Linked DNA regions of Danio rerio: region 1 is linked to region 2. Evidence: chromatin contacts called from public HiChIP or PLAC-seq data. All regions are on one chromosome and are shown on one strand. The core of a region is the stretch at or near the end of the contact, and the rest is flanking DNA. Distances in the headings are between cores, read along the strand shown.

Region 1 (2,949 bases), core at 99-2,598, 180 kb after region 2:
CCTAAGCAATTAAGAATAACTGTAATATTTAATAAATAGTCTTTTTACCATTCTTTAATTTACCCTCCTGTCGTGTAATGAATGGTTATCCAGAATATATTCAACCTTTAGACAGAAAACATCCCCATGCACACCACCACAACTCACTAACTCACACATTTTAGATTGAACATTTCTTTTGCAGGTACGCAACTCTTTTACTCGCACATGTGCCGAACCCCCAGCCTGATCTCACAAGGAAACGTAACTATTTACATTTGTCAGTTTAATGGCTAATTCGTACAATTCAGTCGTACAAAATTATATGAATGAGATCGTACAAATTCATATGGATTGGCCACTAAATCAATAAGTTGCCATCAGAGTGTTTGATCCTCTAATGTGAATCAAGTTCCTGATAAATCAATGTATCATTTCTTAGACAGGTATCTGTTACTTTATGTGAACCCATCTCTGTGTGTGTGTGTGTGTGTGTGTGTGTGTGTGTGTGTGTGTGTGTGTGTGTGTGTGTTTCTTTCTTTCTTTCTTATTTTATTATTTTTGTTTATTTATTTCTCTCTCTCTCTCTCTCTGGAAAGAAACACAGAAAGAAACTTGTTCCCTTTCTTTTCTTGATTGTCTTGTTTCTTATTCCTTTTTCTTTCATTTTTTTTAGCTTAGCAACAATTATTTTATTAAATTAGACAGTTATCATCTCGCTCAAAAGTGACCAAAGTATGACTAGTTCTGTGTCCATGCTCACCGTCTATACCAGGGGTCATGAAACCTGTTCCTGGAGGGCCGGTGTCCTGCAGATTTTAGCTCCAACCCTAATCACACACACACACACACACACACACACACACACACACACACACACACACACACACACACACACACACACACACACACACACACACACACACACACATATATAATATAATATAATAATATATATATACTCGATCCAGTTTATCAATAATTTATAAAGTAATAGTAATTACTTTAATATTAAAGTATTATTAATATTAAAGTAATTTATATTTTAGTTATTTATGTTATTAGTAACATTTGTATTTTTGGTTGGCCTGTGTAAATTGTATATGTGCTCTATAAATAAAACTAAAAAAAAAAAAAATCATAAATAACACTACAGCGACCTCGTATGGTCACCAGGGAAGCTCTTCAGCTTTTGTGGACTTGAAGTATCAACAAAGCTTATATAACAGGTTATTTATTACTCGTCACTACATACCATCCCATTACTTTCAGTCATTTAAATTGAGTGGCAAATTTCTATATAAGTTTTGCACGAATTCATCTCACAGTAGTTAGTTGTCAGCTTGGTCGCTATGGCAACATTTTGTTAACGCTGACAAATCTGACAACCAGGTAACGTTAAATCGCATCTTCATACAAAGTAACGTGTCTTGTTATATCTGTCGTTTTTAGCTAAATTATAACTTCTTTTTTGTTATTTAAACTTACTCAGCAGCATGTCTTCGAAAACTCGGTTTTCTATGATCCACAGTCCTCAGAAAACCAACAGGACAACACCGACATCCAAGTAAACTCGTATTTTTCTCTCATACTGAACGTTTTGCCTTCAAACAAAATGCGTGAATGTTTTTTTTTTTTTTGTTTTTTTTTTTTTTTTTTGTATGTTTAGGTCTTTCCCTCGGTGTAATAAGAAGAATTCCGGCAGTCCTGTTGGAGAGGAACCAAACAAAATGACTGAGACCGAAATAGCACAGTAAGACAGATACAGTTGATTATCTATTGTTTATTTTGATCGTCATTAGCCTCTATCAGTGTAGTAGCTATTCTTCCTGGGGTCCAACGAATTAAAATAATGATAAAAATAATAATAATTAAGCTCAACAGTCAAGACTAGAAGACAAATTTACATTGTATTAAAACATTTGAAAGCTATAACCAAATTTCATACAAAACATAACAAAAGACAATGACGCTAAAACCATTTTAAAAGACAAATTTAAACCATAATAATAAAAAAACTAACACCAAACATATGATACTTAAACATCAAACATATGACTTTACTGATTACTCATTCATTCATTTTCTTTTCAGCTTAGTTCCTTTATTAATCATTGATCGGCACAGCGGAATGAACCGCCAACTTATCCAGTATATGTTTAACGCAGTAGATGCCCTTCCAGCTGCAGCCTATCACTGGGAAACCCCCATACACACTCATTCACACAGACTACAGAGAATTTACCCTACACAATTGCCCTATAGCGCATGTGTTTGGACTGTGGGGGAAATCGGAGCACCCGGAGGAAACCCACGCCAACACGGGGAGAACATGCAAACTCCACACAGAAATGCCAACTGACCCAACCAGGGCTCGAACCAGCGATCTTCTTGCTTTGAGGTGACAGTGCTAACCACTGAGCCATCGTGCTTGGCATATAAATGTAATTTAATCACAGATGTCTGCGATGTGTATATTGTACTATTAATTCTACAATAAATACCGTCTTAATATTCCGTACCCATTTTACCAATAGTTGTGACTCCTCGTTTACATTAGAAGTTAATGTTTTTCAATTTATAAAAGATAAATAGATAGCTATAATGCCTTTTCCCTGTCTGTCTCTGCAGAATAGGGAAGCCTTTGCGTCAGAATATTTGCGTAGAGATGCTTCGAGACGGCTTTCCACACTCATTTAAGGAGCTGTTCGCACTTCTGCAGCGCTGGGATGAAGCGGACGACGATCCGCACAAACTGCAGACTCTACAGCTTCACCTCACTCGGGCTGAGGCGGCAGAGAGAGCTGGTAATTGTTCTACCCTTTTTTTTTTAACCCTTGTGTTCTGATCAAATTGACTAACTTTTCTTTATACTCATGACTCCCGTTATAATTACAAATTTTGAAGAAGCCATGAGACCATTCATTTGTTTTCTTTTTGGCTTAGTCCCTTTATTAATCTGGCGTTGAC
Region 2 (2,945 bases), core at 184-2,683:
TTTTCTCAATATTTGTATTACTTTTTAATCTTAAATTTCAGTATCTGAGCCAAATATTGTCCTAACAAAGTGTACATCAATGAAAACTCATTCAGCTTTAAGATAATGCATAAATCTCAGTTTCCAAAAATTGACACGTATGGTTTTGTTGTCCTGGGTGGTCCTATATTAGTATTTTAATGCATATTTAACTCAAACACACATACAGCAGTCATTATACTTATTTCACATCATTTTATGTCATGGTGGTACATTTAAAGAAAACCTTAAAAGGGCTTTTAAAATCATTAATGCAAATAAATAGTTTATTTTACAACAGAGAAACCTTCTATAATCTTCATAAGGGACCTTATTTGTCATTCAAAGAGGCTCCAGAGAGCCAATCATCTTCCAGCAATCCTTCAGACTATTCTTCTTTCCCGCCTACAGATTAGTCTCGCCATGGTGTGTGTGTGTGTGACCGGTTGCTGGTTGCTCGCGTTACTGCAGGTGGTGGACTGGCGCAACAACTCTCGGTGTTGCGTGAGAATCTCCCCGGTTTGCCTCTCTGACCATCTGCTACATATATAAGCAGACGTTTCTTGTTCTCTTATTTTCTGCATTTAACATTGAGACAACCACGACTGCCCGCCGAGGTAAAAATTTACCTCAGGCGAATGTGTTTCTTGACAGCAGACATGCACTCTCGTGCCACTATTCAAGTAAATGAATTAATTAGGCGGGAGACAAAGAAAAGCAGGATTTCAGGTAATATCTTGTTGTTATTCTCGTCAAGAGAGCATTGTGTGACAGCATCTTAAGTCTTAAAGCATCGCGAGCACAAGTGAAACGCCGAAAGTCGTTTTGTATCTCTATTGATGGCATTACTAGTAAGAAATAACCTCCTGGTTGATTCAGCACCCGGATGACGCGTTACTGCACGTAACATCTCACATATAGTGATATCTCACCAAATCCTTCGCTTAAGTGAGATTAAACCTTAGGATAGCAGCAGTCCCATACTATTGTTAGCCTATAAATATTCCTGTCAAAGCAGACAGCGCAACAGAAGGACCATCTCTGATTTAAGTGAAAACTTATGGTTAATATCCACATTATGAGTAACATGTTGTGCAATAGGAAGGCTTTAAAGGTCATCCATAGATGACAATAAAAAGATACAAGCTTGCTTTCTATTATAAGTAACATTAGGCTAATCGTTTTGAAACAAAGTAAGTAAATGTAAACTTTATGTAACTTATTGTAGCATATAAATGGTGTGGGCTATTGCATTTCGTCTTTAAGACGATCTCACGTTACACATTAATAATAAACAACCCCAATGCACATGAATTTCTCTCATTTCATACTGACCCCCTGAACCCTTACCTTTACAGCAGACAGATGGAGGAGAGCCGCGAGAAATAACTGTATCAAATAAACAACCAAGTTCATGATTGTAATTCCAGTGGAGTGTTGCGGTGAGTCTCTGGCTCTCAAAACAATTAAGAAAGCGAAGCTGCTGGGTATGAATGAACCGAGTGTGATATCGTGGGTCAAAGTAACACATCCATTCTGCCCTTCAGATCCGAAGCACCTGCGTCGAATCCGCTAAAATTAACTTCTGGACCGCCACCCGCTCCTCCAGAGAAAAAAAAAGGATATAAATAAGAATAACAATAATAATTATAATATAAAGAAAAGTGGAAATCCACACTATCTTGGTCCTCTGCGTAATTTAAAATTAAAATCCACAGTATAACGGAAAGCCGACGTTTAATGAATCTGAATCCAAAACGTCAGAGGCAAAACAAACAAAAAGTTTCGTCCACTTCCAAGCGCAGCCTCCAGTGTGCACGCGCGTCTATAGGGCCAGAGGACGGCTTCTGCGCATATGATTATCATCAAGAGCAAAGGCTTGCTGTAAAGTGATCCAGTGGCAATCCTTGGTTTGACCGCTGCACACGCGTCCGTTTTTTCCTCGTCTTATTTCCGTGACTGTTTTGGCTCGCGCTGGTTCGTACTGCCGTGGATGTTAACACGCGTACGGGAAGGTCTTATCACTTTTGCGCTCGCTCAGTCTATCAGCGCTTCTGCCGCTCAGCGCTGCAGGTCTTGAATCTACACAAGGCGGCCTGAGCCTGATTGGCCAGTGGGAGGTGACGTAGATGATGATGCTCTGTGAAGGGTTTGACTCTCCTCGTCAGGACTTATTTTACAATGTGCATGAAGAGACTTTATTTCACTCATTCTAAAGTTGCACTCACGTTAAACAGCTTTGGAATAATATTATTTTTTAATTATCGTCCTTATTTAAACATGATTTAAATTTGTCTATAACAGATATATTTCTGTTTTTCTCGGGTAAAGATCATGCTCTTGATCTTATTGTTAATTTTTTGTTACATTGTAATTTTTTTATACACAAAAATAAGTTCCTAAAAACAATACTTATTTAATACTTTCCTTTTTAAAATTTCGTACAATATTGAATCTCTTGAGCTTATTGATAATAAGAATAATACGTTTCTTAAAGCTTATGATAATCTTTATTCTTAATGATTGAGGCTTTGTAAAGTTTTTTTTCTTTCTTAATTTGTTTGTTATTGTATTTTTTCTTCAATGCAGTGATGTTATTATTCTTGTATTCAATAAAAGTCAGGACTTATTTTATGAAGATATGAAATAACCTACGCATAATTCCCATTGCATGTGGGCTATTCATCTTCATATACAGCACAAAATAGATGTACATTTACAAAATCTTTTGGATTGGATGAAATCCTCAGGATGTCTCAGACAGTCTGCATCTTTTTCCAATTTGAGTCTTTTATTATTAACAATATAAAATATTAAACATGAAGAGCTCAGATGCCAAAGCCTCTAAATGCCATCTGAATTTTCTTCTATAATGAGCATTTCTCGCAAACTGCTGTGTAGGTTCAGTAATTTCACATTTATAGTAT

What was found. HiChIP or PLAC-seq counts read pairs in DNA pulled down with a chosen protein or histone mark.
Region 1: an H3K4me3 HiChIP or PLAC-seq map of embryo shows a contact between it and region 2, with 4 times the contacts expected there. The contact joins the promoter of ttc29 here to the promoter of vegfaa in region 2. A contact is called at or near these places in 1 of 18 Hi-C or Micro-C datasets (embryo) and 1 of 4 datasets of contacts at active chromatin or transcription factors (embryo).

What each region holds. Positions count from the first base shown.
Region 1 is chr16:4,717,232-4,720,180 of GRCz12tu, forward strand. ttc29 (tetratricopeptide repeat domain 29) reads left to right here and starts at 1,349. Exons shown (of 10, transcript NM_001328155.1): 1 at 1,349-1,371; 2 at 1,472-1,546; 3 at 1,649-1,732; 4 at 2,611-2,786. The coding sequence starts at 1,476.
Region 2 is chr16:4,535,041-4,537,985 of GRCz12tu, forward strand. It overlaps vegfaa (vascular endothelial growth factor Aa), which reads right to left and starts at 1,434. Exons shown (of 7, transcript NM_131408.3): 1 at 1,369-1,434. The coding sequence starts at 1,434. LOC141378142 (a long non-coding RNA gene) reads left to right here and starts at 483. Exons shown (of 4, transcript XR_012391910.1): 1 at 483-747.